Regions from separate parts of the Zea mays genome. Here region 1 is linked to region 2. A link is a contact called in public Hi-C data. All regions are on one chromosome and are shown on one strand. Each heading gives the region's core, a stretch centred on a gene start, on an enhancer-like site or on the middle of the called end of the contact. The rest is flanking DNA. Distances are from core to core; before and after follow the strand shown. Region 1 holds the start of LOC100283539. Region 2 holds the start of LOC103636115.

Region 1 (5,479 bases), core at 2,782-5,281, 360 kb before region 2:
CCCAGAATCTCCAGCAGCATGCCATATCTCATCCACCAGGATAGCTCGCTGCTTCAAGCTTGTTGAGACGTTTGCTGGTTGAGACTGAAACAGGATGTAGCAGCTATTAGAGCCATGCAACTGAACTAAACTCTAAGTCCCAAACAAAAAAAGACTAGCATACCTGAATACTCAGTGCTTGAGGCCACTTAGATATATAAGGTGCCTGCATTTCCAGCCTCATCCGAACAAGTTTTGAGAGTCTCTCACTCAGTATCAAGTTCTTCAACTGCTCTCCTTCTCCAGCATCAATTCGATCCATCAGTTGTTGGAGGCAGTCATCCATGAAAAACTACGCAAATACAAGACTATAATCAACATGGGCACATTTAAATAGAGAAAATCATAAGAGCAACTCCAATAGTTCTCTAAAAAAGAGCTTGCTAAAATCATGTTTAGCAAGTTGCTAAATAGCTATCGGGAGTAAAAAATAACTTAGTCTCCAATAGTTTCTCATACTTAGGGAGTAGTTCGATTTTGAATCTAGATTTGGCAGCCCTACCCCCATCAAATCTGGCTGATGGCAAGGTTGAGAGCAGAGGATGTCGAGGGCGGAAGAGAAAAGGCTGATCGGCATGACCTATAGAGGAGCGGTGGTCGGTGGCGCAATCTATGGGGCAGTAGTGGTCCGACGGTGAAAGAGATACTTGTGTCACACGTGTTCGACCAAGCTACCTCCCTTCGACCAAGCTACCTCACTGTGCTAGAAAGTGAGAAAAAGAGCTTGTCGTACCTGGCTACCTAACCTCACTGTGTGGGAAAGGGGAAAAATAATCACACGAGTGTGAAGAAATTGACGTCGACTGCACTTGGTGAGTTCCTATCGAGTTGCTAAATGTGGAGAGTAAATGGAGTTGGATAGCAACTAACTAAATTTAGCAAGTCTATTTAAAGAACCATTAGAAATACATTTTTTTGTTCACTTCTTAAATTTAAGATTTAGAGAGTTGTTTAGAGAAGTATTGGAGTTGCTCTAAGTACCGTAATACATTTGAGAATGTTTCTAATAAATTTTTCCCAAGGGCAGCTGTGACTTATTTTATTCATTCAGTGAAGTAAAAAGAGTTTGATCTGGTTCTGCAATGTCATTGATTCCTGTAAACTTTGGGATATCCAATTATTTATGAAGATTTTAGCCATCTCTACAGTCAAATCAGGCATCTTCCATTCATTCCCTGTTATCCGTGGTAGATGTCAAAGAAATTTTACATAATCCCAGGAAGATTCAAACATTTAGAAGAATGGTCGAACAACATCAGTTCAGACTGAAAACAAAATGGGGCACCCTCTAGTCTGCACAAGGCAGCAACAAAGAATCGTCTAAAGATAAGCACATGCAATTATTTTCTTTTCAAACATGCATCATGACAAAACTGACCAGAGGAAGTTTGAGTTTTTACTGAATCAAAATTAATCACCATCACATTCAAGATGACTTGAAGTTACTGACAATATTCTTTTACAGTAATTCACCAACCTAGAAGTATTAAAACTTGAAAACTTAGCCCATCCCTCGATGATGTTGCCATCCAACTAAATATAGCTTTCCCGTTTTCAGTCTTCCTTCTCTCTTTCTTATTCATCACTATTTGGCTTTTTTCCATCTCTTTGTTTCTCATTACCTCCCAGTTCAATAAAAGAAAACAAATAAATACATGTAACATCTGCAAGGTGTTTATCATCTGAACTTGAGCATAGTAGAGTAGCCTAAACCAGTGTGGAATGCATTGCCAACAAACAAAGCAGAAATAGTATTGTCATGACTTTTTTTTCTGAACACATAGGTACTATAGGGGAAATGGTCCATACAAGCACCCCTCTTACCAGGACCAAGATAAGAGAGGTGGGTTACAACAATGAGTCAATGACAAACTTTTTTTTGAAGCATGTCATGACTAACAGCAAGTGTGAGCACACTGTAGCTGACATGGAATGATTGAAGCCAACACAGGTGGTAGTAGCATCAGGGCATTCCAGTGACATATGTTTGTTCAATATGATGATCGTTACAACAAGGAGAACCTTGACAAATGGAAGTAAAGACAGCTGTCTAGGAAGAATTACAGAGACATACTAGGCCATAGGCCATCAGAGCATGGTTACTCAGAGTCTCAGACTGATTAATTTTCTTAGAAAAATAACTTCTTTCAACCCCCTTTTTCTATTTTCTAGTTTCCCATCAAGTGCATCTAGGAACACGCACACAACTAGCAACTAAGCACCATCTTTTTACCAGTTGATTTCTCAAGTTTCATTACATATGAACCATCAGTAGAACAGCATATCTGAGCAATCTTCAACCTTTTTTCATGTGTCAACCATTTATTGAACAGGCTACATAGATAACATGTGTTTTTAATTTCTATTTATGTGTATGTATGCAAATAAAATGTCCTGGTTAGTTGAAGGAAGTGCACTATTTCATATGTAAATGGTTCTAGAAGTAACATGGTAGATAACAGTGGAACATAGAAGTTTCATCTAAAAAAATTGGAACATAGAAGAAGTCATGCCCACTAACAGCATATATGTGTATGTGCATGCAGAGTCATGTCATGCGCCTCAAGTGACCACTGGGTATTGAATAAAATGGGGTTCAGTGATCAAACTGATCATGAGCTACCATGCATAAGTAAATTCCCGAACATTGCAATGACAAGAAAAACGAGAAACCATATAGTTTTCAAAAAGATAAGTTAGTTTGCCAAAATCCAACCACATTATAAAAAGAATAAAGCTAGAAAGTCAAATTAGTGTTGGATGCTCCATTTTTTCAGATGTCTTTCATGGTTCCAACTTCCAAGCAAACAAAGGATACCTAACTCGCCCACTCACAATCTAAGCAAATGCACAAACATTTTAGATATATCAAGGAAATATATTGTATTCAAGATACCAAGGAGACAGAAAATAGATAAGTTGTATGCCAAAATTCCATATGTTAGTTTATATATAAATACAGGCAAAAAAAAAGTCAGACACTACCTAAATAACTACTTCTACAAGCAATTGTGCTTGATGCAGGTATACTGATCAAGAGCATTTGCAGTATCTTTAACAAATGGACAGACATGAATTATTAAGACAATCCAGTTAAAGAAAAATAAGTATCAGCCTATAGCCCACAAGTTTGGTGAGATCCATCACATCTATTCCTTTTGAGGCAACAGGAGATCTAGATAAATAGTTGCTCTTCTTTTTCTTAGGGAGATTAATTTGGTCACCTCACACTCACAGAATCCAAAAAAGGTCACAACTCAATTACTCAAATCATCCTATTGAGAAGCAAAAGAAGCAATGCTACCTCCACAAGGGCGGCCTCCTTCCTTGGAAATGCGCCCACGATGGCAGGGGACACGCCAACGTCCCTCGCCCCCGCGACCATGGCCGACTCGCTCCACCCCATGCGCGGCTACAGAATACAGCCATACACGAACAGTAAATATCTTCCATATTATATGCTAAATTAAGTACCAAGACACGCAAAAATGGAAGTCGATTTGGAGGAGTGGATTCGAATCGCAACCACGTGGAGCAGCGACGCGCGGAGGACCTTCTCCTGCTCCTCCTCGTAGCCCGCACCACCCTGGCGCCGCGCCCCCGCCGCGGCTCCCGGCGACGACCTGTGGGCCCCTCCGGCACCAGCGGTGGTGGAGGAGGACGAGGCACCCGCGCCCTCCGACGTGGGCGGCTCGACGACGGGCTGCGGCGGCGGTGGCGGGAGCGGCGGAGGCGGTCCCGCGTCGGCGGAGAAACTGCGGGGAGCCATCGCGGGGGCTGGGGCGGAGGCGAAGGGGACGGGGAAACGGCGCACGGCGGCTGCGCGGGAGAGGAGGCGGCGCGCGGCGAGGGAGGAGGCCATTGTGTTGGGGCAGGGAGGTTCCGACTTCGGAGGTGTGTGACTGACGGGTCCAACCTGCGAGAAGAGGAACGGGACGGACGGACGGTGGTGATTGTTCTGGTCGCTGAGACGCTGACGCCGAAGCCCCGATTGAAGAGAGGCAGCCCGCGGCCTGGGGCATTACGTGGCGCTCCCTCGCAAGCCACGGATCGTGCGTTCGGCTCGAGCAACACGTGGATCACTATGAACGCGAGGTCGACGTCGACGACGCGTGCGGCAAAATCACCAGCAGAGCAGGCAGCAGCAGCGCGGTTCGGGCACGCGCGTGCACAGAGCTTTACCGTTAAAATAAAATCTGGTTCTAAGATTAACATTTAGGGCTAGTTTGGGAGGTCTATTTTTTAGAGCTAGTTTAGAAATCACATTTTTTTAAGAGATTTTCGTTTTCCTAAGAAAAATTAGTTTATTTTTTCTTAGAAAAATAGAAATCCATCGAAAAAATGGTGTTACCAAACTAGCTCTTAGTGAATTCTTATTTTCCCAATGGAAAATAAACTAATTTACCTTGAGAAAATGAAAATCCTTTAGGATAATAGGGTTTTCAAACTAACCCTTAGTAGAGCTTTACCCAAAAACATAAATTTGATCTAAGATTTACTATTCAAATTCGAGATCCTCCATAAATCTACAATATACTGTTTGGCGGTACAAGACCTCCGAATTTACGCAAGAACATTTCGGTTGAAATTGTCTATATTATCCCTAGAATAAATACACATATTTGGTTGAAATTGTATATGTTATCTCTAGAATAAACTCATATATCAGTCTCTATCAGCTTCCTAGTTTCCCAAATAAAAAATACGTGTAATATCATATACTGATATGAGGATATAACTCGACATGATCAGGACTAGAGAGCATGACTGGGCTGGAGTAGATCCGGGACAGTGCAGCCAGAGCCAAAGAGGCGAGCGGGCATATCTTGCGGCTAGGCCAGGGCCAGGCGAAAATGCCTAACCAAACCGACAAGGTTGGGGTAAGCCCGTCTTGATCGAGGCTACAGGATAGATGTACATCTAAGTTGGGCTAGGTCGACACGGCCCAAGTACATTAAAACACGACTCATTAAGGCATAGTCTACTAAAACAACTCTAATTATGGGTCATGTTGTGTTAGCCTTTGGGTTGAACCATCAGTCCACGGCACGGTCCACAAATACTTAAGTGTGCCAAGCCCGCACAAATAGTCCAAAATACTATAATGTGTCATGTCTGTCCATATAAACAGAACAATATATAATACAAAGTAATTCATTCAATCAATGCAACAAATCAAATTAAATAAAACATAAACAAAAGCACATAACATATATGACCAAAATAGAACTGAGTTGTTTTGAGGCTATCTTATTAAACCTTTGGTTAGAAGGAAAAAAGAGTACAACCACCAAATATTTAATATTTAGTTCATTACGTGTGATTTAGTGGGCTTTGACGAGCCTTATTTAAATGGATCATGCCAGGCCGGCTCGTGTGCCTTAGTTGAGGCCCAAGCATAGCCCACACATTATGTCATGCCGGCATAGGCCCACAGTTA
Region 2 (5,024 bases), core at 1,060-3,559:
GTGAACCAAACGGACACATAATATTGATAACGATTGGACAAGCTAAAGCGACGTGGTTGAACCTAAGGGTGTGTCAAAGTCAGCATTCTGCTATCATCAGTGGTAGGGAGTATAATAACCCTGCTGCGTGCTGGTCGCGATCATGGAAGGCAATAGACTTTTTCTTCTTCTTCTTCTCCGGGCCACACAGCTATCATGATGCCAGCTAGTCTGATAGTGACCGTCACATATTATACTGTGTTGCCTCCCTGAAGCATGGAGCCGATGGGTTCCCAGTCCCAGATCATCCAAACAGCTACAACTGTATTTGGACTGCCTGCCTGCCTGCTGCGAGTATGTATCAGACAGTTGATGCTATGCTAATGGAGTGCAATTGGCTGCTGTTCAGAAATCACAAACAAAAGCACTAGTATATGACTTGCATGCATCCCGATGATTATCAAAACTAAAGCATCGACCAGCTGCTGTGCCACCACCACATCCTTCAACGTAAATTCACCAAGCCGTTCCTTGCTTCGGTGGGGAGATCTTGCATCCCTAGGAGACTGTCTCTCTTTTTCCCCCATCTTCTTTTCTTCTCCACGGGATTCCCACTCCCCTTCTGGTGCAAGGTTAGGACGAGCTACAAGTGTCGATGGATCCATGGATACGCCGTCGGCCAGTACTACCTAGTAGCAGCAGGCCACACCCGCACATAGATGCAGCAGCACGCTGGCGGTTGGTGCTTTTGCTAGGAGGACGGACGGGCAGCGGCAGGACCAGCCAAACACTATCTATCCTCCTGGCAGCTCTGCTTCTTTGGGTTTGGACTTCCAGCAGCAGAACCCAGTAAAGGACATGGACTGGACGCGTCCTCGTTGATCTCTCTGAAATCAGTTCTCTTTGAACAAGCATCACAACAAGTTCATCTGAAGCTGAACTAGACGCGAGTGTGCTTCATGCCTTTCTGGCTGCAGCAAGTCGTCATGGTCACCTTCTCTTTTTATGGCAATATTTCTTGATGAGCAGAGCACCACAACAGTTCATCGAATGCTTGTAGAGAAGAGGAGGTTTCTCAACACCAACAACGTGGAGCGGGATGGATTTGAACAAGAATGTTATTCCTTTTTGCCAGAGCAGACAGATGAGAAAACAAAAGGGAAGCAACAATCCTTGGAAAACTTGCCATCATCCCTCTCCTTCCCTCCTGCTACTATGCTACAAAACATCTCATCCCGCCCACCATCCTCATGATGCCTCCTCTACCAAAGAGGAGGAGAGGAGGAACAAAGTTTCCCCCACCCACCCATTTCTCTACACAAACACACCCACCCTTATTTCTCGTGCTTCCTTTTTTTTTAGTTTTGTCATGTTTATCTTACAGCGTCCGCCGGTTCCTCCAGCTGGATTTTTTTTTTGTTTCGTCACTAGACTAGACGGAACGACGGATCCGCACCGCGCGCCCATCATGCGACGACGATGCCGGTGGTGAAGAAGATCTGCCCGCCGCCGCTGCACGGCGAGCCGGCCACCATCTCAGCGGCCGACTTCCTGGGCACGTCGGCGGCCGCCGCGCGGCGCTTCCGCTCCTTCTCCTCCTCCGCCTCCCGGAACTCGTCGCTCACGATGGCGTGGTACCGGCACTCCATGCTGCAGAAGGCGCGCTCCCCGCGGTACATGAAGACGTCCTTCCCGTCCAGCGCCCGGCGGCACATGTCGCAGCACGAGAGGAACTCCGCCACGCGGAACGCCGCTCCACCGCCGCCGCCGGCCCGGCCGGACACCGGGCCGCCGCACAGACTGGTGGCGCACCGCCCGCTGCACGCGAGCTCCGATACCTCCAGCCGCGCCGCGCGCCGCGGGATGGACACCCGCGGCGCGGCGGCGGCGCCGGCGCCGGGCAGCGGGCCCTCGGCCTCCAGCGCCGCCAGGATCCCGAGCCCGACGCCTCCGACGGCGTCGCGGTGGCGCCACCCACGGGGCGACGCGCGGTCCAGCGGGCTCGTCGGCGACGGAAGGCCGTCGTGCTTCCACTGGGGGATCTCTAGTTTGCGCGCCATGCTCCTCGCCTTCTCCACTATGCCTCGCTGTTGGAAACGGAAGAAGAGGGGAGGGGAGGAGGTTCGCGCTGGCCGTGCGCCCGTGCCCGTGCTCCGGTGTCCTTGGCTGGCAAGCTGCTCCTCTATGCGGACCAGAGGAGGAGATCAGGAGAGGTTGGAGGGCGAGGAAGTGGGAGAGAGGGTGAGTGGTTTCCTGTATTTGTAGCCCCTGCAATGGCGGTTTCCAGCCTTCCTGTGGGTTTTCTTTTCCTGCTGATAGACCTTTTCTTTTATTTTCATTACTTTTTTCTGTGTGTATACGTGCTATCCCTTTCCCTTCTTGCGGTCCGGGTTATGACTATGTCCAATAGTCTTTCTATTTTAAAATCACTGTATAAATAATCTCTCTATATCAAAATAATAATCATTTTAACTCTAGATTTTATGTTCATATTCATATGAATAATTATGAACCTAGATATATATATATATATATAAAAACTATACATTAATTATTGTATGAATTAATTATTGTGTGAATCTAGTAATTTGGGACGTAGGGAGTAGTGTTTTACATATTAATTATTGTATGAATTAATTATTGTGCAACGGTCACCGTATTAGGTGGCTAGTTCTTTTTTTCGGGTGGGCACCGGACTGTCCGGTGACCTCTCCTAACTGTTGATGAGCTGACGTGGTTAGCGTTGATCCCGCTGTCGACCGTTGGGTCGCCTAAGAGTTGTTGGTCGTCTGCCACTGGACATGTCTGGTGCACACCGGACTGTCTGATGAAGCCCAGTCTAACCTAAGTTTGGCTCTTTTGAGCTGAACTCCTTCATTTTTTCTCGACTGTTTTTGTGAGGTTCTCTAACACTTAGACAAACATAGTTAGCCACTGGAACAATCGACTAAATGATGGGTTCATACCCCCCTTCACTTCTTTTCTCTAGGATTTATGTTTTACCTCAAACAGAGCTCCAAATGACACTTTCTCTATAAACATGGTTTAGAGAGCAAAACTAAAGTTCCATATGCATAGTAGAAGGTGTATGCAACATTGCTTCTTTTGGCCTGTTTGAGGTCGATGTTGGATTCCAAAACTCCAAGTCTCCAAGACTTGATCTAGATTGCTATCTAGGAGCTCTAACACTCTGCAAAGGTCACACAGAACATATCCAAACACAAGAACACCCCAACTAAAAGTCAGAAAGAACTTAGCTCTTTTGGGTTGCTTCTAAGTTCTGGATTTGACATTACTCCTCCTTCTAGCGACCTTGCTTTACATCTTCAACTTGATCTTGAGTCTTATGACTTACACTGCATAAATATAGATGTTTCCTCATTGGTTGTAAGTCACATACTTAGATAGTGATCCTCGATTTACCATAGCTCTTCTCAACTCAATCAACCTTGACTTTGCAAGTCTTCTTCTTTACCCTTGGCTTTGGGTTCCTCAGCCTCCTTGACCTTCTACCGTGCACTCGGTACCTCGAAGCTCTTCTTGTTTCCATCCTTGGCTTGATCAGCTGTCTCTAAGATATGATCGCGGAGACTCACTTAAGCATTATTCTTCACTCGTGATGTCCACAACCATAATCAACTCAACATTTGGACCATAACTCTTGAACACTTGTGTTGAACTTTACAAGCTCTATACTAAGAACATGTCCAATACGTAACAGACCTGTCAGCCCTTTAATTGGGTTGTCATCCAAATCACCAAAACCCACAAGAGAGCTTTCAAGATCCTTACGAGGACTTAGGTTCTTTGATTGAGTAGAAAGAGAGGGCTCGAGCTTGATCTTTGGAATCATTCGAGGGGTTGAAAGAGACCCATCCTTAGGTACGCATCAACGAAGATGTGGGTTCCATTTGGAAGCCGAACTCCGGTAAATAAATCGCTCGTGTCTTTTGTGTTGTATCGCTTATGATTTATTTTCCCCTTCTCCCTCCTAAGTTCTCTTGCTTGTGTTTGTTTCTAAATCATTTGTCTAGCTCCCAAGTTATTATGCAATCATAATCGTCCGCCAGTCGCCCCTTCTTCTCCTCTCGGCGTTGTCACTGTCAACCTCTCTCCTCAAGTCGCCGCCCCTCCTCTCCTCTCTACGAACCCACGGATTGTAGTGTTTGCATGAGTTATATGGTAGTAAAAAACTTTCGACAATCCCTCAAAGAAATAGAAATTGACACATTTTTCCCCTCGGTCACTACTGGAATCGCGTTCTTTGCCGTGTGTCTTATGCCGAGTGTCTAAGACACTCGGCAAAGACTATTTTACACTAGGCAAATAATACTCGGCAAATATTTTATCGGTAGAAGGTTCTTTGCCGAGTACTTTTTTTGGACACTCGGCAAAGACTTTGCCGAGTGTCGAAAAGCACTCGACAAATTAAAAATCCAAAAAAACATAAAAACATTTTTTAAAATTATAGAAACAACTCCTATTACCTTACCCACCGCTCTATCATTTTTCATTATTATTTTGAATCAAATCTACATGCTCTCGCGCATACCCTCCTATACCACTACACTACTACACCAATTACGTCTATATTACGTTTTCATTCCTCATATACTATAACAAACCGAGAGTAATTTAATTATTTAAGACACTAAATGAATTTATTTGAAAATGTGACCAAATATAAAGTTGCATAACTTTTTGAGATCTACAAATTCTATTTTAATAGTTTCTACATCCGATGTCGTTTACAAAATTTGAATTTTAAATTTGAAAACTTCACACGAATTTTTCAATGATAAAATGATTTCAAATCAAAAAGTTGTCAATTACAAAGTTTCATTACATTTCAAGACCTACAACTTCTTATTTTGGTGGTTTTTCCATCCGAGGTAGTTTGAAAAATTCAAATTTCTAAATTTAAAAATAGTTTTGCATGACAAGATAATTTCAAACCAAAACATTGTCAACTACAAAGTTTCATAACTCTTCAATATCTACAACTTTTATGTTTGTGGTTTTTTCTTTCGAGGTCGTTTTCAAAA

What was found. A called contact is a pair of places that touch in the nucleus more often than the background predicts.
Region 1: a contact with region 2 is called in a Hi-C map of bundle sheath, with 2.8 times the contacts expected there. The contact joins the promoter of LOC100283539 here to the promoter of LOC103636115 in region 2. A contact is called at or near these places in 4 of 25 Hi-C or Micro-C datasets (bundle sheath, ear, leaf and 1 more).

Annotation. Positions count from the first base shown.
Region 1 is chr1:70,781,197-70,786,675 of Zm-B73-REFERENCE-NAM-5.0, reverse strand. LOC100283539 reads right to left here and starts at 4,031. Exons shown (of 6, transcript NM_001156439.2): 1 at 3,566-4,031; 2 at 3,344-3,451; 3 at 164-331; 4 at 1-84. The coding sequence starts at 3,901.
Region 2 is chr1:70,416,492-70,421,515 of Zm-B73-REFERENCE-NAM-5.0, reverse strand. LOC103636115 reads right to left here and starts at 2,309. Exons shown (of 1, transcript XM_008658482.2): 1 at 1,080-2,309. The coding sequence starts at 2,039. The coding sequence ends at 1,446.